Linked DNA regions of Rattus norvegicus: all the other regions are linked to region 4. Evidence: chromatin contacts called from public Hi-C data. All regions are on one chromosome and are shown on one strand. Each heading gives the region's core, a stretch centred on a gene start, on an enhancer-like site or on the middle of the called end of the contact. The rest is flanking DNA. Distances are from core to core; before and after follow the strand shown.

What was found. A called contact is a pair of places that touch in the nucleus more often than the background predicts.
Region 1: a contact with region 4 is called in a Hi-C map of frontal cortex, with 2.6 times the contacts expected there. The contact joins the enhancer-like site here to the promoter of Enc1 in region 4. A contact is called at or near these places in 2 of 12 Hi-C or Micro-C datasets (the A7r5 cell line and frontal cortex) and 1 of 1 datasets of contacts at active chromatin or transcription factors (oligodendrocytes).
Region 2: a contact with region 4 is called in a Hi-C map of kidney, with 4 times the contacts expected there. The contact joins the enhancer-like site here to the promoter of Enc1 in region 4. A contact is called at or near these places in 3 of 12 Hi-C or Micro-C datasets (frontal cortex and kidney) and 1 of 1 datasets of contacts at active chromatin or transcription factors (oligodendrocytes).
Region 3: a Hi-C map of liver shows a contact between it and region 4, with 6 times the contacts expected there. The contact joins the enhancer-like site here to the promoter of Enc1 in region 4. A contact is called at or near these places in 4 of 12 Hi-C or Micro-C datasets (the A7r5 cell line, kidney and liver) and 1 of 1 datasets of contacts at active chromatin or transcription factors (oligodendrocytes).

What each region holds. Positions count from the first base shown.
Region 1 is chr2:30,923,535-30,928,679 of GRCr8, reverse strand. No RefSeq gene overlaps it. Among named protein-coding and RNA genes, the nearest start is that of Arhgef28, 370 kb to the left of the region's middle. Within about 2 kb of position 2,224, at least 18 of the 93 cell types and tissues checked have an H3K27ac peak or open chromatin away from gene starts, as enhancers often do. A contact at or near this core is called in the A7r5 cell line, where this site is marked.
Region 2 is chr2:30,828,082-30,833,344 of GRCr8, reverse strand. No RefSeq gene overlaps it. Among named protein-coding and RNA genes, the nearest start is that of Arhgef28, 460 kb to the left of the region's middle. Within about 2 kb of position 2,799, at least 6 of the 93 cell types and tissues checked have an H3K27ac peak or open chromatin away from gene starts, as enhancers often do. A contact at or near this core is called in kidney, where this site is marked.
Region 3 is chr2:30,949,623-30,954,904 of GRCr8, reverse strand. No RefSeq gene overlaps it. Among named protein-coding and RNA genes, the nearest start is that of Arhgef28, 340 kb to the left of the region's middle. Within about 2 kb of position 3,939, at least 13 of the 93 cell types and tissues checked have an H3K27ac peak or open chromatin away from gene starts, as enhancers often do. A contact at or near this core is called in liver, where this site is marked.
Region 4 is chr2:30,282,570-30,287,758 of GRCr8, reverse strand. It overlaps Enc1 (ectodermal-neural cortex 1), which reads right to left and starts at 2,485. Exons shown (of 3, transcript NM_001003401.2): 1 at 2,201-2,485.

The DNA of each region.
Region 1 (5,145 bases), core at 975-3,474, 640 kb before region 4:
CATAATTAACAGCTTTGATCTGGTTGTGTTGGTAGGTGTCTTAGCTAAGGTTTCTAATGCTGTGAAGAGAAACCATGACCATGGCAACTCATAAAGAACATTAAATTGAGACTTGCATATAGTTCAGAGGTTTAGTCCATTATCATCCTGGTTGGGAAGGGTGGCAGTGTTCAGGCAGATGGGGTGATGGAGAAGTAGCTGAGAGGTCTATATCCAGACCAGAAAGCAGCAGGAAGAGAGAGTGACGCTGGGCCTCACTTGAGCTTTCGAAACCCCAAAGACCACTCCCAGTGACACAAATTCTCCAACAAGGACATGCCTCCTAATGCCAGTCAGTAACACTGCTCTCTAATGACCAAGCACTCAAATATGTGTCTATGGGAGCCATTCTTATTCAAACCACCAGAGTGGGCCCAACCGCTGAGAGGTGGTTACTCTTCTTTCCTTGTGTGTGCATATTGGTGTTCATGTGCATGTGTGTGTTTGTGCACAAACACATGTCATGTTGGGAAACAAACCCAGGGACTTCGGGTACACTAGGAAAGTGCTCTAGCACCTTCCTGAGCTACATTCTTGGCCACACCAGGTGATTGAAACATGAGAGCTCTGGCTTTATCAATGAACTATCTCTAGGATGGATTCTCAATATGGTGGTATTGTTGGTATGTTGGAAAGGCACGGTGGGCCCCACTGAGGGAAGGCCTGTCCCAGACCAGAAGATATACCTTGTTCCTGCCCTCTTCCTATTTCATCCTTCCCTTCCTGCCAGCCAGGAGACGAACTACATAACAAGAAGAATGGTCAGCCTTGTCTCAAGTTGGCAATCAGTGGCAGAGCTGGTTGGGGACTGAGGCCTCTGAAACCAGAGCTTTGGAGCCTCTGATTCTGGAAGCTTCACTGTTCTTTTAGGTTGTTTTTTCAGGGATTTGTCACAGTGACAAGTAGTATACATATCATTCTCTGAGTCACCAGTGAAATAGAGCGTGCTCTCATCTCTTCGTGAGTCATTTGTAGTTCCTCTTTGGTGGTCTTGACTGTTCATGGGCTTTATGACATGTTTATAAGATCCAAGGAACACTTATGGGACCCAAGTCAGCACCAGGCTAGAGACGCCATGGAAACGCCTCGGATTCCTGTTCCAGAAAGCTTTTCTCTGTAGCAGGAGGCTAGAGAACAAGATGGGGCAGGGAACAAGGAGGAGCAGGGAGGAGCAGGGAGCAGGGAGGACCAGGGAGCAGAGAGGAGCAGGGAGCAGGGAGCAGGAAGCAGGAAGCAGGAAGCAGGGAGCAGGGAGCAGGGAGCAGGGAGGAGCAGGGAGCAGGGAGGACCAGGGAGGAGCAGGGAGCAGGGAGCAGAGAGCAGGGAGCAGGGAGCAGGGAGCAGGGAGCAGGGAGCAGAGTGAAGTGTCCAATCAAGGTGATCTAAAAGCCAGAACCAGCCTGTTAACTAATTCAGAACACACACTAACCAGCCCCTTCTTAGCCACAGACATGGTTTAATTATGAGCCGGCCCATGTACAGTTCTTCCGACAGACACTAGCTGCCTTGTGATTGAAGGTGGTGGCCAGAGATCTGGATTTACTGGCAACTTCACGGATGCGAATGGGGTTTGGCACATGAAACTGTGTTGGTCAGATCTGTGATTCGTCAGACTGGGCCCTGTAGTGTCTGCTTGGGCCAAACAATACTCCTCATTGGAGACAGAGTCCTAGTCACTCTTGAGCTCATTTCACTGGGGAAACATAACTTGGTGATTTAGTGAAGTTCCTCCATCCGACTGTGTCAGAAGCAGATTAAAAGTAGAGAATTATCTGAAAGGCCACACCTACTTCAACAGACTTTGAAAGTTCTCATTAATTTTGATTAAATTTAATCTAACACAATATGTAAAAAGAACACTTTGTACTATTGTTGAAAGTTTCCAAAATGGTTAAAACAAAACTGACATTTATTTTTATTCATCAGACTGAGTCATAATATTCTACAGATTGTTCAATATCAGCGATCCCGGCCCTCCGTAAGGATTCTATACAGCAAGCGTCAGAGCGGAGCAACCGCGAGCTTGCGAATGTGTTCACGCAAGTGCCGGCGCCATTTCTAGCTTGTGCCTTTACCGGGAGGAACCTACCGGGAGGAACCAGGAAATGTTTGGGTCTATCCTACGTCCGCTTGTGGATTGCCATCCTCAGTGTGCCGTGACAAACTGCTGCGGCTGGCCGGTTTAAGCAACAGAAATGTGTAGCCGTTCTCAAGCCCAGAAATGCAAGATAGAGGAGGCACCAGCAGCGATGCCTCCTGTGGACAGATTGGCTTGCAGATGGCAGCCTTCTCGCCAGCCATGTCCTCGGATGGCCTTTCCGGTATAGTTACCTCCCCCATATCTCTTTTTCCCCCTGAGGACATTGGTGCTGCGTCTCTTACAAGCTCACTTAACCTTAATTATCTCTTTAAAGGCTCTATTTCAAATAAAGTTACATTGAAGATTACGGCTGCTACATATAAATTTTAGGGGAAGCAATTTAGTCCGTAGTAATTTGCAAAGAGGACCCTGTGCTGGGATGTGTGTGTGGGGGGAGGGATAGAGGAAATAAAGAAGAATTCAAGTTTAGTGCCAAGTTTCTCAGTGCTTCTAGTAAGAACATTATCGAGAAAGTGTGGGAGTCTTCTTTTAACCCCTGAATAAAAAAGTGGTAATGGGCCAGTAAGGGGAAAAAGCCAGGGAGGGCAAGGACAGTCTGAGCATGCATATAAGATCTACCCTGAGAGCGTTGATAAGATCCAGGAGGCATTTCCTGGAAGCTTTATGATGCCCGTGGGCTTTTGAAGTTTTAAACCGGTAGGTTACAAGGCTGACCAAGAAAATAAAAGGCATCATAACATAGAACTACCCAGCCCCAGACTAATCAATTGAAAGATTGGTGATCACTCAGACATAACTTCCTGTTGGATGATAGTTCTCCATGTAGTGGTGTGCTGGAGACTGAAAATTGTCCTGCAGGAGTCACTATCAATGCATGCACCCCCGCCTCCAACTCTCTTTCTTTCTTTCTATTAAGTGGCTTATATTGTGTTTGTGGCTTGGAATGGGCCATAGTAACTGGCAAGCCCTATATAAATGAGAGCTTGGAGATTTTCTAAGAGTCTGTTACTAGAGTTAATGGGCAATCACTGGGTCATCTGTCCATGTCCATTGGGTGCATACGATTGCTCACCTCTTGGTGCTTATTACTTAAAACATCTGAAAGAAAAATAATCAGTAAAAATAAATGACAACCTGGGGGTAGGGGAGATAACTTAGTTCCTCGAAAGCATGAAGACCTGAGTTTGTCCCTCAGGACCCACATAAAAAGCCAGGAGTGGTGGTGTGCACTTGTAATTTTAGCACTAGGGAAACAGAGACAGGTAGATTCTTAGGGCTAACCTAATTGGTGAGTACCAAACCAGTGAGAGTCATTGTCTCAAAACACAAGGTGGACAACATCCAAGGAATGATACCAGATATTGGTCTCTGGCCACAGATGTTGACAAATGGACATGGACAGATATCTTGCAGGTCTGCTTTGCATTGATCAATCTTAGCTCAAGAGCCACCTTAAGCTCTGGTTTCCCTGCATCTTATTTGGGGTTTTACTGCTGTGAAAGATGCCATGGCCAAGGCAACTCTTACAAAGGCAAATATTTAATTGGGCTGGCTTACTACTTCAGAGGTTCAGTCCATTATCATGGTAGGAATCATGGCAGCGTGCAGACAGACAGACACGGTGCCGTAGAAGCTGCTCAGAGTTGTACATCTTGATTGGAAGGCAGCCAGGAGAAGGCTCTCTTCCACATTGTGTAGAGCCTGAGCATAGAAGGAAACCTCAAACACTATTCTATATCCCACAGTGACACGCTGTCTTCAACAAGGCCATACCTCCTAATAGTGCACTCCCCAAGGGCCAAACATTCAAATCACCGACTCTAGGGGGCCACACCTACGCAAACCACCACACACGGCTTTGGGAAACCCAAATGGCTCTGTCAACACATTTGTCGCCCTATGATCTGTGTGTGTTGAGTGCCTTGGAATGCTCTAATTGCTGATAAATGACGGTTGTTTAGAGACGTCAGGTATTGGCTCTTCACAAAGAAGAAGCAAGGGAATGGGCAGGTAGCTGCGTTTTCGAGGCAGATGACTGAAGGAAGAAGCTTCACCTCAGACCTGGAAAGGCTGGGACCTTCTCAGACTCAAGGATGCAGGATGGCAGCAGAGGAAGGAAGATGAAACACATTGGCAACCTAAACCCTAATCCCTATCTGCAGTGGAGAAGGCGGATGGGAGGTGTTAGCAAACTCTGTCGGTTCGGTGCTAGGAAGCCAGCCATTGGAAAGTTCCACAGCCGTTCCATATGTCACAGCACAGTTAGGAAACCTTCATGGAGTCTTCCCAGCATCAGAAAAGGGACTCACACTTTTCCCGCTGCAGTGATGTCATATCTTGTCACAGTCCCCAGAAGGAAGCTAGTATCCAAAAGCATGCTATCCTGGGAGTCAGAAAGCCCTGCCTATCCCCATCTTTGAAGTCCTCAGATATCCTACCATACTATCACAGAGGTTCCAGCATCACGAGCATACTGAACGAACCCTAAAGACCAACTAAGACCCAAGTACCCAAGCCTGTATGGTCCTCTGCAATGCCTGAGGAAATGTCTATTCTGCTCCTACTGCCTGTACCCTCATTACTGGAGTGGACACACGATGGGCACCCCATTCTCTTATATTTTTGATTGTGAGCCTAGCCTTTAACGACTGAGCCATCTCTCCAGCCCGGGCACCCCATTCTCATTGCTATGTGCATCCTATGTGCCAGGGTGATGAGAGAGTCCTTACTTATGTGTAGACCCAAGAGACGGTGGCTCCCTCTGATTACATAGTTGGCCAAACCCAGAATAATCTATTGGAGATTACATTATTGTCTTCATTAGGGTTTCTATTTCTGTGATGAAAAACCATGACCCAAAGGCAAGTTGTGGAAGAAAGGATTTATTTGGCTTATACTTTCATATCACAGTTCATCACTGAAGGAAGTCGGGATAGGATTCAAACAGGGCAGGAACCTGAAGGCAGGAGCAGTTACAGAGGCTATGGAAAGGTGCTGCTTACTGG
Region 2 (5,263 bases), core at 1,550-4,049, 550 kb before region 4:
ACCATCTCTCCCTGCTTCTAGACGGCAGATACATAGTTGACCAGCTGCCTCACGCTCTTCCATGACTTTCCTGTTCCAATGACCTGAGTCCAAATAAATCATTCCTTCCTTCAATTGCTTTGTCAGGTATTTGTTTTCACACAGCAAATAAGAAATGAACCGATTCACAAGGCCAGAAAAGGAAACCACAGAGGCTAGGAAAAAATAGGGCCTTCCTCATTTCCTCCTTTGTGTCAAATGTTTGACTGCCACCGCGAAGATTCTCTGAGGTAAATGTTCCCAAATGCTTGGATATGAGGATAAAGGTAACTGCAGTTCAGTTCAGTTGGTCAAACTCATCTTCCTCAAGGGGACCCCTACCCAACCCCGGATACACTGCCATCAATTCCTTTCTGCTTCTCTTATCTTGGCAGACTAGCAGTCCTTCGCTCAAAACCCAATGCGAATGCTCTGTAACAGGCGGCATGCCCCACCCCACCCCACCCCCACATTTTCATCGCTCAAGTGTGATCACGATTTAGTATTTCTTGCTTATACCACACCCAAAATACGTTCCCAAATGGCAGCCTGCTCTAATTCATGTGAGCGGGGCTCAGGGTCTCCCTCCCGGGGGCTCTGTTATCTGTCTCCAGGGCCCTGTGGACACCAACTCATCATGAGAGGAGAGTGGGAACAATTACGTGGGATGCAAGTAGGGTGGAGCCTCCTGCACCACCTCTCCTAACATTTCATTAGTCCTAAGAACGAGCTGCGCTGTGGAGAAGTCTGGGAACCGCAGCCCAGCCATCTGGCCAGGAGGAAGAGGATTTGGGATAGTTGAGTCACGGCCTGCTGTCTGCTTCCTCACCTGGAGCTAAACTTGACCGTAGACTTGGTGTTCTGTCTTCTCCCAACCCCCAGCCTCAGAGGTCATAAAGGCCCCCAACACATGTACTTGACTCACATCTGCCTTTAGTCCTGATCCTGTCTCCAGACAAGTGAACGCATGAATTTTAGCCAGATGAGGAATTGTGTAGACATGGTTTATGAACCTTGGACCTCCTTATTGCAAGAACAGACGATGAAGAGGAACAGATACAGCCGGTAAGGTCATCTTTTGCAGAACTAAAAAAATAAAAAAAGGATTCTTGTCTTTTCTAATTATTAAAATAGCATGTGCTTATTGTAAAAGATTGGACGAAAATGCCGAAAATCTTTTAAGAGAGAGGATAAAAATCACCCATAATCCCCTTTCCTGAGAGATTCTAAAATTTTTCTGGCTCATATATTCAGAGACTACTTACATGCACACCGTTTCAATTATTTTGTGTCTGCAAAACAGACCACCTTTATCTAGTATACACCATTTTGGAATGTGATTTCTTTCACTTGCAAAAATATGTTATGAATATCCAAACATGCAAATAAGGCTATTTTTGACTACATATTCTTTAATAGCGTGTACCTGCATGGGAACAAACATACAACAATACATCATTTAGCTTAGCTAAACAAATACAGACTTGAGAGTGCCAATGAGACCCAGGATTGTGTCTATTTCATGTATCAGTTTTCTCCAGAGTGGGCTACCTAGTGTTTTGGTCCTGACAGAAGTTTAACAGTTTTCCGGTTAAGCAAGCCATCAACGAATCAAGTGTTCTTAGAGTCTGGTATGCCAACAAGTGACATGGGGACCCTGTTAGAACTCAGATGATTATTCAGAACGGCTAGGCTGGCCTGAAGGTTGTGCCCAGCATCTAGAAGCTACTTACACTTCTGTTACCGGAGTAGTGATTATCTAAACTAGTAATTCTCTACTGGGGAGATGTAAAGACGTAGAGGACATTGATCTTGAGACCTCTCTCTCTCTCTCTCTCTCTCTCTCTCTCTCTCTCTCTCTCTCTCATACACACACATACACACACACACACACACACACACACACACACACACACACACAGTGAGTAGCCTATACATGTATGAATGTGTGCATGTACACATATGTGTTTATTTGTGTTTAGGCTTCACAGATGATTCTGTTTCTTTTGAGCACTTCAATGAAGACGGTGGACATCCTGTCCCTTCTAAGAAGCTGACCTCAGTGAAGCTGCTTGGCCCTGTTCTTCTGGACTCCAGGTGTCTGTGTTTATGTGGGAGCAGGGCTCCAGCCTCTGCAGTTGCACAAGCCAGGAGCCCTGACAAACATGACATTAGCTAGAGAATATTTGCTAAGCAAATGAGCAATGTAAATAAGGCTTGGGGGAGTAGGAAGGGAGTTCAGCTAGGAAAATGCTTGAGAGTGAATTGTGTGCAAGCATCTTTAAAATCGTCCATTAGTGCTTCGTAATTTTAAATTAATTGCAAATGTGTTCTGTCGGGCCATGTTGTTTATATTTCTACCTATGTACATGCGTGCATATAGGACAAGCAAACAGCTGCCTTTCAGCCACTCTCTAATCCATGGGTTTTATTTATAGCTCAGATAACCTCAGCACACCAGTTTGCGAACTCAAGTGAAACGACACCACAGTTACTGCCCATATTCTGAAGCCTCATCGCGTGCATTTGTGCTCCTCAGAAACATATAGAATTTTCAGAAGAGTGACATCCTTGTGTCTGTGACTCAGTTAGGAGTATGGCTTCTCCCTGCCTCTGCTCTGCACATGCGGGCTCCTGGGGTGTCTCTTTCCCACAACCCTGACCCCAGCCACTCCACCTTGGCCTTTGTCTTTTGCAGCTGCAGTCCCCCACAGAGTTGGCGCCTCCCTTAGTTACATTCTTGCTTTGACCTGGACCCTTTCCAATGGCTTTCTGCCTGGCCAAGGTTTCAGCTAGTCAACCCTGGCCACCAGTGCTCTCTGTCACCACGAGCACCCTGACAGCTCCACAGTGTCTTGTAATTAGAAAGAAAACCACTCGCTCCCTCCAAGCCATCTTCAGATGAGGGTACTGTGGCTGGGTCCTTGGCCCTCAGTTTATTGGAAGGTTTATTGCAACACCTGTCAGCTTACCTACTCAGCTTCAAGGGGTGGACCAACACCACCAGGAGATCAGCAGCCTGGAGGATTCGTGTTTGGACGTCTTTCTAAGAGCAGGAGAGAGGAAACTCAAGTGCATACGGGCAAAATTTTGAAGATTTAAAGTTTACATTTTCCATTAGAAAAGTGGAATACATTTTAAAAGTCGAAGAATGTTGAAAAAAAAAAAGACTCAGTTGTGTGACAGACTACTGTTTAGTATGAACAGTTCCAAAAGAAATGCTCCGTCTTTATGCATTTCTCTAGGAAGCTCATAATTCCAAGTTTATTCCAATTTCACACACCTTTATTTTGACAGCGTTTCAAGAGAGTTACAGGAAATCAGCTGGGTGTCTAGTAGAATACTTACAGTGGAAGTCTTTGAGTCTTCGAGTGGTGCTTTCCCCACTCAGTGGTGAAGCCGAGTCTTTATGCTTTGACCTTACCCTGTGGTTGAGTGTGTCTTCTCATCGGCCTCTCCAGCCTTGATCTCTGCTGAATGGTGGGTGTGTGGCAGTCCAGACCACACCTAGCAGGCATCTGTCTTTATCCACAGCTCAGTGTCCAAAGGCAAATTAGCTCTTCCCAGTTCCCCTCCAACCAGATCCATGTCTCACCAGCCATTGCCTATTTGGGAAATGGCTCTATTTTGCTATTCCGTAGGAAATTTACTAAATAATTTTCAAAGAAGCGAGAGAATTTAAAAAGTTGTTTGCTCCCTAGACCTGAGGTGAGAGCATCTCCCTTTGTCTCATGGCTTTAAAAGATGCATGCAAATATGAATGCGTGTATATATGAATGCATGTACATGTGAGTGCCTGTACATGTGAATGCATGCATATATGATTTATACATGTTTGTGTGTGGACGCACTATGCCATGGCACCATTGTGGAGGCCAGTGGACAATCCGTGGCAGTTAGTTCTCTCCTTCTATCCTGTGAGTCCTGGGGAACAAACTCTAGTCATCAGGAGTGGTGGCAAGTTCCGTCACCCATTGAATGATCCTCCCAGCCCTCCTTACTGTTTTTAATAAGAGAGAATCTAATAAAGCTAACCATTGCAGAAAATTATAGTGGCTTCAGGAAGTGTGTGCGTGTGTGTGTGTGTGTGTGTGTGTGTGTGTGTGTGTGTGTGTGTGTGTGTGTGTAGAGAGAGAGAGAGAAAGAGAGAGAGAGAGAACGAGAGAGGGGGGGAGAGAGAGAGAGAGAGAGATGCTGAGACGGAGGAGATGAAGTTAGGCAAGGATTTCAGAGCCAGATGCCATTTTGGAATGAAGTCAGTGGCCATTGTTCCTGCATTCTCAGCATCCCAGGGGAACAGGAGTTGGGCGTGCACTACTGGGGATGCAGTGTCTCCAGCCAGCATGGCTCCATGCTGATGGGCACCAAGCATGCTGATGATGTCACTGAGCACAGCTGCTGCCATATCTGCTCTGGAGTTTGTTCCCAGCCTGGCTTAGACTTGGCGTTGTTGCTGGCTGGATGTGAGCAATCAGTGGGAGTCTTTGAGCACATTCTGTGCTTCCTAGGCTTGTCCAGGATAGGATTCGCTTCTCGGATCTATTTATCAATCTATTTATCCTGAAAGGGGAGGTCACAGCCGCTGCCGCTGCTCATAATTGGTTCTTCATGGTGTCTTTCCACACTGGCTTGAAGAGAGAGATGTGCTACCTGACTCCTTGTCTTCCAGTTCAACGATGCACATTAGCCAAGACTGAACTGTCCCGGGGGAGAGCAGACCCCACACCCAGGCATTCGATGAGCTATGTGATAGTGGGCAAAAGACTTAGTTTCTCTAAATCTCAATTACGTCATCTATTAAAAGTAAATAACAATCTTACAAGACTATTTTGGTATTGTGCTTGACCTATGCAATATTGTAGTTAATATAGGTGATGATTCATTTCACAACATTCTATTGTACAAGTAAAATTCTAAGATATCTAAGAGGTGTCTGTTAACCCAATAGCCATTTCTTGTGTAACAGAAAACAGTAATTTCACTTTCACCTCAGCATGTGTGATAGACAAAAGCTGAGATTTTTCTTTTGGCTATTTTCAACGACTAAGTTTTAATAACTGGACCAAGATCTCAGAGTTTTAAGATTGGAGTCAAAACTTTGTCTCTGCTCGGATTCTGTTCTGTTCTTTTTCCCACTGTTTCAAGCTGATTTGGACGGTGAATAGCTTGTTCAATTGATATTTGTGGAAAGTTGCCTTGGTAATAGAGAAGAGGGAAGTAATCAGTAATCGGGTGTGAAGAAGAA
Region 3 (5,282 bases), core at 2,690-5,189, 670 kb before region 4:
TGGGATTCTCAACCTCTGAAACAGGAAGTAAGAATCCCCTAGGTCCAATCAGATAGCAATGCTCATCACCAAAGGCAATGTCTAAGGGAAATAAACAGTCCCCCGCCATTCGTCCAAAGAGGCACAGTCTGAATCTTAGAAAGCTCTTGCTTACTTCTGACTATAATGAAGGTCAGTCGGTCGTTGATCTCCCAGAGGATTTCTGCTTCCCCATAAAAACTACATGAGTATTCATCCTGTAGGCCATGTCAGCTAAACGTGAGTCTAGAAAAGCAGGCCCCTGGAGTACAACTCTGTTCTCCAGACATTACACGTCCCGCTTGACCCAGAGCAAATGCTCACAAGACCAAACCTATTACAGTTCCCCACAGAAAGGGAAGGAGGACTCTCACTTGAGATTTCTCCTTCTTGGCCCTTCCAGCCTCTCAGCTACACACATACAGTCTTCTCCAGCTGCATACAGTCTTATGGAAGGGTCTAGAGCATACAGAAAGTGGTTGGATGGGATGGGGCCTCCCGTGGTCAAGTGAGACTTTGGTGGTAACAGAGGCAACTACCATTAAGTTACCCATTCTCCTATAGGTAATGTGTCACCTACACTCCTGAAGGTAATCCGAAGAAATCCACTGATTGACCAAGAAGGGCTTAGATTAAATACTTTCTTTGGTCATTGGTGTCTTACCTGTTACATATAAGTGTTTCCATACCTCTTGACCTAGAAAAATTCACACATCCTCTTACTCTTCCTGTGATGACAGATACCAAATGAAGTCAGTCCGTGGCATGTACACACAGGTCTGCAAGGTGAAATAACCATTATCTTTTTATATGAGCCCGAACAATGGGAGCCCAACTTGCCAACCTATAAGTAGGTAAGAATCCTGGAAGCCAATGCTGTTAGTCCATAAAACACCACAGCAGGAAGCAAGAAGGATTCATTGTGAATCCCCGTGATATGCAGGGTTGAAGAGGGAACTGGGTCTCAGGGCACACAGAGTTGGATCATAGGTTTAACCCTATGCTGGAGAATACCAACTCTGGCCTCTTCAAGGCCAGAGTGTCACCGGCTGCCTTCTCACACAGCCTTAAGAAGTTTAGGCACGCGTAGATGCTCCCTGTTCCCACCCTCATCTCTCTGTGACAGACGGAGTTTAATCCTGATTCCTTGCTCAGAGCACATTTTCCTCTCATCTTGCCTGGTGAGAACTTTGTCTGCTATGTCCTGAGATCTACAACTGTATTCAAAAATGACAGCTCCAATACGTGCTCATCAAAATCTTGGCTCATATTAATATAGCATCTTCTCAAGAACTGGACTGGGAAGGATTTCAGCTGCCATTGTTCTGGATGAAGACACTGATGGCTATGAAAGGAACCCTTCCATCCCAAAGCCCCTTTCCCACCAATATGCATCTTCCTACATAATGAACTGTCATTTTCCCCCAAGGTCGATAAAGAAATCGCTCATTGATTGCTCACCAGGCAGGCATTGGGCAGAACTCAACACACTGACTCTCTTATTGGTTCCCCAGTGGCTTGCAGAAGACACTGTCTCCCATTTTGTAGAGTAGCAAACTAAAGTACAGGGCGGTGAAAGGCCTTGACCTTTGGAATAAAATGAGGGAGAAAGATTTGAACTTTGTCTCCCTCGGATGCCCACTTCCTCTGTCTTCCATTCCGTGAACAAAGAATGGGTCAGATTAGGAGACATGATTTCATTTTGTTTTTTTTTCTGATTGATTGATTGATTGATTGACTGATTGATTGATTGCATGTGAGAATACTGGAGCTGTCTTCAGACACACCAGAAGAGGGCATCAGATCCCATCACAGATGGTTGTGAGCCACCAGGAGGTTGCTGGAAATTAAACTCTGGATCTCTGGAAAAAGCAGTCAGTGTTCTTAACCATTGAGCCATCTCTCTGGCCCCAGCAGACATGTTTTAAGAAGTTTGAAGCCTGTGGACATCCTCTGTAACAAGAGCTTCCTGATCTTATCAGAGTCTGATTTGTACCTCTTCACTTCATTTGATTGTAACACTGTCATCCCCACCCCCATCCCCAAAAAAGCACAATCACCCACCTCAACCTCCCACCCTCCAAAAGCAACAAGCATTAGTGCCAGACCATCCACCATCCAGCTGTGGCACTGAGAAAAGTGTATCAAACACCAAGCACCCAGATTGTTCTACACTTTATAATTATTCTTAAAGATTTATTTATTTTATGTATATAAGTACACTGTAGCTGTCTTCAGACACACCAGAAAAGGGCATCAGATCCCACTACGCATGGTTGTGAGCCACCATGTGGTTGCTGGGAATTGAACTCAGGACCTTTGGACGAGCAGTCAGTGCTCTTAACCACTAAACCATCTCTCCAGCCCTGTTCTTACACTTTAAATGCACGTGGTTCATATGTGGAAAGGATTCTGTTTCACTTGAACTTTAGCAGAACAAATTTCTGTTCCTTCTTTGTTTGAGTGGTATGGTCCTTGCTTTGGACGATGGTGATGGGTATTCTTTCACCCCTAAAGATATAAGCATCTGCCCTGTGGCTCTGAAGACTGATCCCAGAACCTTGTTACTTGAGAAGAGACATAGCCAAGAGTCCTGTATTTCTGTTGATCGTTTTTTCTTTTGTTTTGTTTTTCAAGAAAGAGTTTCTCTGTGTAACAGAACCCTGGCTGCCGTGAACTGGATTTTGTAGACCAGGCTGACCCCGAACTCAAAGAAATCCACTTGCCTCTACCTGAGTGCTGGGATTAAAGGTGTGTGCCACCACACCCGGCACTGGTGAATTTTCTCTGAATAATTCCCAGCATCTGAAGATCATTGGATCTTTTTACCATTCTGTGATTCTGAGGCCAATCAATTTATTAGAATTGTGAGATAAATCTGAACTCATCCAAGTTGCTACATGACTTTTAGAAGCTCCCTGCTCACAGCCTTCCTGGATTTTATGGAATCATATTTGCCACTGGCTTCCCATAGACACCAGCATCTATTGGTGGAGAGAGAGAGCAGCTGAGCATGCCCGACAGACAGCATTGACAGGAAACACCAACACTAGCTCAGCTCTGGTGTGTTTCACCGATTGCACCTGTTTCTTTCATTCAGTCACAATGACCAAGTTTGGGGTGGGCCTTGGCTCCTAAGTCCAGGCATGGTGTCCTGAAGGCCCACATATTGTCAAGTGACCTTCATCAACCCCCATCACCAACATGAAGTCTGTAAAAATTTCTGTATTTAAAAAAAACATGCAACACAGAACTGCAAGCCACTCCCTGGTGTGACCTTCTTGTACTAAGGGTTTCCTCTGTGCTAGGCCACACAGTAGGCCACACAGTAGGGCAAGCATTGACATGACTGTCCTTCATCCTCACAGTGATCTAGAGATGGTAGGATGCTTTAGATTTTACAGGTGAGGAAGCAGGTTTGATGAGTATAATTGGGTTACAGAGCTCGTGATCAAAATATTAGATGACAGGGTCCCCTCTGCCTGTCACTAGGCTACCCTGAGGGCTCATCTTCTCAAATGTAGGGTTCTGGGAATAGAGTGCACGAGTCATTTATGGAGAAAAGGGGAGAAAAAGAAATTTCAAATGTTAAGAATACAAACATAAGATTGGGGATGCAGAGGCTTAGTCTTTTAGAACACAACTACTGCTGTTAAGAACCCATGTTTGCTTCCCAGCACCCATGTGGCAGCTCACAGCTGTCTGAAACTCTGGTTCCAGGAGATCCGACACCCTTTTCTGTCCTCCATAGGCATCAGGCACACACGTGCTGCATAAAAAGTGCATGCAGGCAGAAATTCTATATGCATAGGATGAACATAAATAAATGTCTGCCAAAACGGTTGAGTGCTGAGACACAGAGCCACTCTGAGATGATGGAATTAAAATAGAACCATGCAAGCGCATTTCAGCTGTTAATGTTTCACTCATGTTATTGATTTTTTTTCTTTAAATCTTCACTGGACTGTAAAAAAACTGAGGAGAGGGGTGGCCTTCCCTAAGGATGAGCACTCCAGTTGGTCACCCAGTGCCGAACATTCAGCCCTGAAAACATACGCACGTGTATGTTTTCATACATGTATGTATCATACAGAGTGACTAGGTTATAGTTAGCAATGTATATGCATGCTCATATACATATATGCATGCAATAACAATTTGTAAAAAAAGAAAAAACACAGAAAGGCCATGAATGTGAAGGAGAGGAGAATGTGCAGAAGGAAAAATGGGAGGATCTGGGGGGAAGGGGAGGCAGGGAGAAGAAAGGTTATAATTGAATTATAAATCTAAACAAAAAAAAAAACCCCAAACCTTTGCTAGTTACATAGCTAGAGTACTTTAGCCAATCATAAAACCAGGATTAATGGAATTCTGATGGAAAAAAGAGAAAGCAATTTGGAGCAGGGCACGTTATACTTCCTGTCAAATCGAGACATGCTTGATTTTCCAAAAGATATTTTTAAAGTAAATAAAGGATGTTCAAGCCTAACTCTGCTAATCCTTATTCCAGAGATGTTAAAGCCAGCGAGCACAGGCCTGGCATCGTCACCCACCCTGTGCCGAATGTTTGTACTTGGGAACCATTCCAGGGTCCAGGTTCACTCTCTGTTCATCAGCCCCCATGTTGGGTTATAAGGTGTCCTGATTGCAGGACGTGGCTACCCCTCCACCCACTGCCCTGCTGACTGGGCTTCTGTAACTCCTCTAGTCTTTGGGCTGGTGTTTGAATAACTCTAGAGGTCTTGGAGCATGCATATGAATCCTGTGTCACTTCTTGTTCCCCATCTGTGTTACAGAGTCCTTCCCTGGGTTAGTCTAAACTCTGCCTTTCCGTGACATTGACAGATTGACCTCAGTCCTGTGTTCTTGGCAGTATGAAGCATAATCCCGCCCTGTCCCACAAGAGGCAGATAGCACAGAAACCCTTCATTCGGGTTGCTGGCAATTTGTTACTTTTAAAGATTTGTTTTCTTGGGAAAGTGGTCCAGCCCTGGGAGACAAGTCTCGGTATTCTGCCGGGAACAATGTGCTTACTGTGTGGACTGTGTTTTTGGACACAAACAACCTGCATTGCTTAACAGTTTTGTGCAAACATGTTCTAATAGGCCTTAGTATGAGATTTGGTCATTTTAGCTCAAGGCCAAACTGGCTATATTTCAGGCTTGTAATAGACTCACTGGTTCCTAGGCACCCATATCATATAACATACTTGTTTTGATTTCTGTAATGAAAACTTTCACTTATTCTGATAGCAGTAGGACCTG
Region 4 (5,189 bases), core at 1,236-3,735:
AACTGGGGGCCAATAAGGTGGACTATGTCCACTGTCCATCTTGAAAAATGGAATTAACTCCCCCTTCTGACAGCACTCTTCTAGGGCTCTAACAGAAGATAAAGCCTTAAGAACCTGCCCCTCAGGATTCCAGAGGTTGCTTATGCCAGGGGGACAGACCTTGTAGTTAGCTACTGTTACCTTTTCTGACCCAAACAGCCAGAACTTACAGCACAGCTGAAACCCTGCTCTTCCTTCAGTCATTCAGACCTTTTTATTTATACTCCAGGAATTATTAATAAATATAGATGACTTACCAGATTCATGAGCTATATAACTGCATCCCTCCACCCCCAGCAGCTGTGAAAGTCGGCACTGAGAAAAGTAACAAAGGTAGGTGTTTGCCCGGACATTCGCCCATGTCTTTAGGTGAGGTAACTTGTTTTCCTCTGCTTTTGGAATGTTACCTTTCACGATGAGTAAACAAGGCCAAAGAGAACTAAGAAAGCATCAAAGTTACAAAGCTCCAGTGTTACAAAACCTTTGCAAGCACCCAGAAATTTCCAGTAGGTAGGAAGATGAGGAGGACCCAAGCATCACCCCTATCTCAAGCACCAATCCTACCTCAAGCGAAGCCCAGCTTAACCCCATGTAGAAAGTTCTGAAGAATGACCCATTAGAGGCATCCTCTGTGAATACATTAAGCTTACCAAGTGTTCAGAGCCCATGAACTTGCAGCCTGCTTGCTTTACCACTGTGATGCCATTTAAATGAGTGCAGTTCAGTCTGAGTTATTCTGAGGAAGATTTTAAGCCTAAACCTCTAAATGATTGTCTACTCTATGGAAGCTGCCTCCTCTCGGGCTGCGAGCCAAGAAAGGAACGCCAGGAACACAAGCATCTAAGTGCTAGCAGGCTGAGCTGGAATCCCACAGGGCTAGAGAGTCAGGGTGGTATAAAACAACTACAACCAGGTGTATACTTAAGAAAACAGTTTGTCTAGAAGACCTACAAGACGTGCAACACGCTGCTGCGTCTGTGTTTTCTAAGCCCCCCCCCCCCGAAAACCAGAAGGCACTGTCTACCCTATCACCTTGGACCCCATCCCACAGGAAAGGGATGTCACGGTCACAATTTCTCATCTTGCAACCACTGTATGATTAAAACAAAAGGTGCACTTGAAGACCCAAGGGAGACAATGTGCTCCCTGGTTTAGAAGCACGCAAACATCAAAATAGCCACAGAAATAATGTATACCTTTTCTAAACACACCTTAAACATAAAATGAATCGTTCTTCCCAACATTTTTTAAAGCCCCCAGAGACATAAGTCTGAATGCTAAGGAAATGGTCCCCCAAACGCACATATATACTTAACTTGCATCTACAAAGAAGGCAGAGAAAAAGACTATTACTGTGAACATCAAAAGGGCATCTAGTTCAGTAACTTCGGCTCATTTACTCCTGTTCACACGCATGATGTCTGCCTCCAACACTGGGAGCACCTCCGTCTCTCTCCTGGTTTGAAGCTTGATCTCAATCCCACGAGAAAAGACACCAGGCAGATGTTCTCCAGCATTCACATTATTGACAACAATGGAACCACACTATAAAGATGTTTACAAAAATAGCTCTTCGCCACAGTCCCCTACAACACTTGCAACGCTATTTAACACGCTGGACATGCCAGTGAGGGCGACACCAAATTACAAGTCCAAGTTCACCGTTTCATCTCCACCCCGCCCACCAATTCCTAGCCTTTGAAATTAATGTCATTCTAAAAGGCAAAAGCTTGCAGGAGAGGAAACTCGTTTTTCAGGAACCAGTTTTCATTCATTTGGCTGAAGTCAAGTGCCCGCATGAGGAGGTCTGGGCATGGCCCCCACCGTCCCCCGGAACCGGCTACGAGGCACCCTGGGGAACCGATCCCACGCTCTGGGCTGCCTGAAGGCTGCTGGGAGCCGGGGTAATAACATCCCCCAACCTGGCTCCTCGCACACACCGAGACTTGCCCGGGCGTTACACTGCAGAGGAGAGGCAAGTCGCTCTCCCAGTGCTGTCTCACACCAGCCACAGTTCTGCCTCGAGAGCACCTCCTGGGCTTAAGCCACAGCCAGGGTGGCCGGCGCCGGCTCGGTGCTCGCAAGCACACCCTGCGGCAGACCTCCCAACCCCCGAAACCCGGGCGCCCGCAACAGGTTTGGGGTTGCAGGGCAAACTTACAGTAGTGGCGACTGGCCTCCGCACACAACCGGCTGGGGTTCTTGCCTCGGTCACCCGCAGGGAGCCGAAGAAAGGCGTCTCTGTTCCAGGAAGCGGTGGCGATCGCCGGGGAGAAAAGAGCGCCGGGAAGGGAGGCGATGGCGTCCCGGGTAGTGGCTCTCAGGCCGGCTCCGGCAGGCAGCTGATCTCGGTCTCCCGATCAGCAGCTACGGACCTGGCGCCCCGGCCGGGCCAAGCGTCTGCGGGCGCTCGCCTAGCCAGGGGAGAGTGAGCCTGCGGCGGCCGCGCCGCTAAGGAAGGCGGGCTGCACGCAGTGGGAGGGAGCCGGGCTGCGGCGGGAGCGCTGGCGGCCGCCTGGCGTCGGCTCTGGGTCTCTGCAGCGCCTCCGTCGCGCCGACCGCTCTGAGGCTGCGGGAGCAGACTGCGCCGGGCCACCGTGCGCCGGGCTATAAGTTGCGCCCGGGAGGGGGCGCGTATGCAAAGAGACTCGCTAGTGGGAGGAGGGAGGAAGCGCGTCCACGCTGCGGGCTGGAGCGGGAGGAGCTGGGGGCTGGAGGTGGGGGCTGTCGGGGGGAGTTTGCCGGAGAGGAACCAGGGAAGTGGGGCGGGGAGTGAACGGAGACAAAGCGGACGCCCTAGCTCAGCTACGGGCAGCTGCAGCCCCTGGGGACCGCGAAGAAAATAAGTTTGAGGGGCTCCGAGGACCTTCGCCTCTCCGGGTCAACCCTATTCAAGGCTGGGTCGGGGGCTGGGGCGTCCACTGCAGGGGAAAGCAGCCCTGGGAGCTTTCCTGTGCTCAAGGGTGCGGGGAACCTAAGAATGCTCAGTGGAATAGTCAAGGCCAGGCCGGGGGTCCCACGCACCGGCAAGCACAGCCACTCATTGGGTTAGATCCCCCAACCGCAGGCAGAGCCTCGTTCCCGCTGGAGCAAGGGAAGAAGCCCTGGTTTGGACCTTGGGGACACTGCGGGTCGAGCAAGTGGACTTTGGGTTACTTGCTGGCAAGAAGCCAGACTTCTACTCCAGGCTCTTGCCGGGTGTCTGCCTTCCCCACCCCAAATTGGTGAGGAACCCGCGACAGGACTCTGCCTCGCTCGGAGCTGGAGCCACAGCAACCCCGGCTGGGTCCTGCGGGCCCACGTGTTTCGCAACCAATCGCCAGGGCCGCTAGATTCAAAGCAAACTCCTCCAAGGAGCAGTCACGCTGCCTCCTCCTGGTAGGGAAGGCGTCTCAGTCACCTCGAGACTCGGCCTTTCTTGGGTTTTGTTGGTTGGTGGATTTTGGAGCTCAGTCAAGAAATAGTACCCCACCACACACACACACACACACACACACACACACACACACACACACACACACCGTAAAGCCTCGAGAGTATTCGAAAAAAAAATCAATTCATGTAGCCACAACTGTTTATGACTCTCATTTCTGACTCTTTGTGCCAGGGCATTTGGCTGGGAGCTAAAACGCCACTTTTGAGTTGGCTCTTACTCCGCATTTGAGATACGTAGGGACGAACTGTATAGATCATTGGCCCAACCCCTTATCGTACAGGTGAGCAAGGAAAAGTCTTGGGCGATGTGAATTGCCTGTCTGGAGATCTGCACACCCTCAATAGTGGCCCGGGAGATCGACTTTACCCTGTCCTCTCCATTTCCCCAACGCTGCGCCCCGAGTCTTCCTTTTCTTAAAACGCCAGGCGTAACAAAGGTTTAAACCGGCTCAGGAGGCTCCACATGGCGCTTCCTGAGAGCACAGCCTGCTGAAACCAGTAAGGTCGGTTCTTTATCCCAGCTCCCCTTCTGGCTTCCTCTCCCATTATCCAGGCTGATAAATGTTGCTCATCGCAAAGAAAGACAGTGCCCTCTTAAGTCCTTTCTTAGCATTAACTCGTCAGCCTCACTACAGCCTTTTCAAATCTGTTTCCTATTTTAATTTTTGATAGCGTCTTGGCTCCATTTTGCTTTACAAAGCCGGAAAAGCTCAATGGATTCAAAGTAAGAACCAGGTGCCGTGGGGGGTGGGGGTGGGGCAAGGAGCCAGGGGCAGCAAGAGCCAGGCAGGCTCAATTTAGTTCCCAAGGAGAGAAAGATACAACCAATAGAAAGCAAACGGGTGGAAACGGAGTTCTCACCAGAGATAGATTCTCACAAGGGGGAAATGGGAATGGGTCTCCATGTCTTTTAAAAACACCTTTCTATGTTCTGTGGCCAGGTATGAGAGGCACCACGGCCGACTACTGCACTTTCTGGTCCCTTCCTTTTCTGTTTTCACCTGTCTGGGATTGGGTCAAGCACAAATACATTGGTTTAGGGGACTAACACTTAATGTGTTCCAGTGGAGCAGTGTTCCATTAAGAAGTTAACACATCTTCTCTTTTGACGAAATACGTCTTTTCTTTTCCCCAAAGCCACCTTGAACTGCTGCCGCTGCCTAGAAGCAGTATAAGTACATACGTCAGCTGGATGGTTGGGGATGTTTGCCAGAAGCCACCTGGCAAAGGACAGATAATCGTGTCTATTGCATCTACCACCTGGAAATTGCAGCATCCACAATGAAGCAAACAGTGAAGTTTGCTTCCCTTTGTAGAGAGCTTGGCTAAGCAAGTGGTGCTAAAAGAATGCCAAGTCCAGCCAGCCGTTCTCCCCTGCTGTATCTTTTCTGCCTAATTAGCGCTTCCCCGTGCTTCAAAACAAGAAAACAAAATTGCAGCCTGGAAACTCCTGAAATGAATTCAGGAACCCTATACATCCCTTCATCTGCTACTGGGAGATAAGCAATTCGAGGTGATGGGATTTGTTTATGTGGGTTATGCAAACCAGAAAACGCTGAAGGACACAGGAACTGAACTTACATTTTAGGAAAGTGTGCATTTCCGATGACCCTTAGACCACAGTGATTGGCTCGAGCCAGAGTATGAGACTTCTTCAGACTGTTGGGCGGTTTCAAATGCCTTCCTCAAGGCTGAGAGTGATTCGCAAGTTGGTG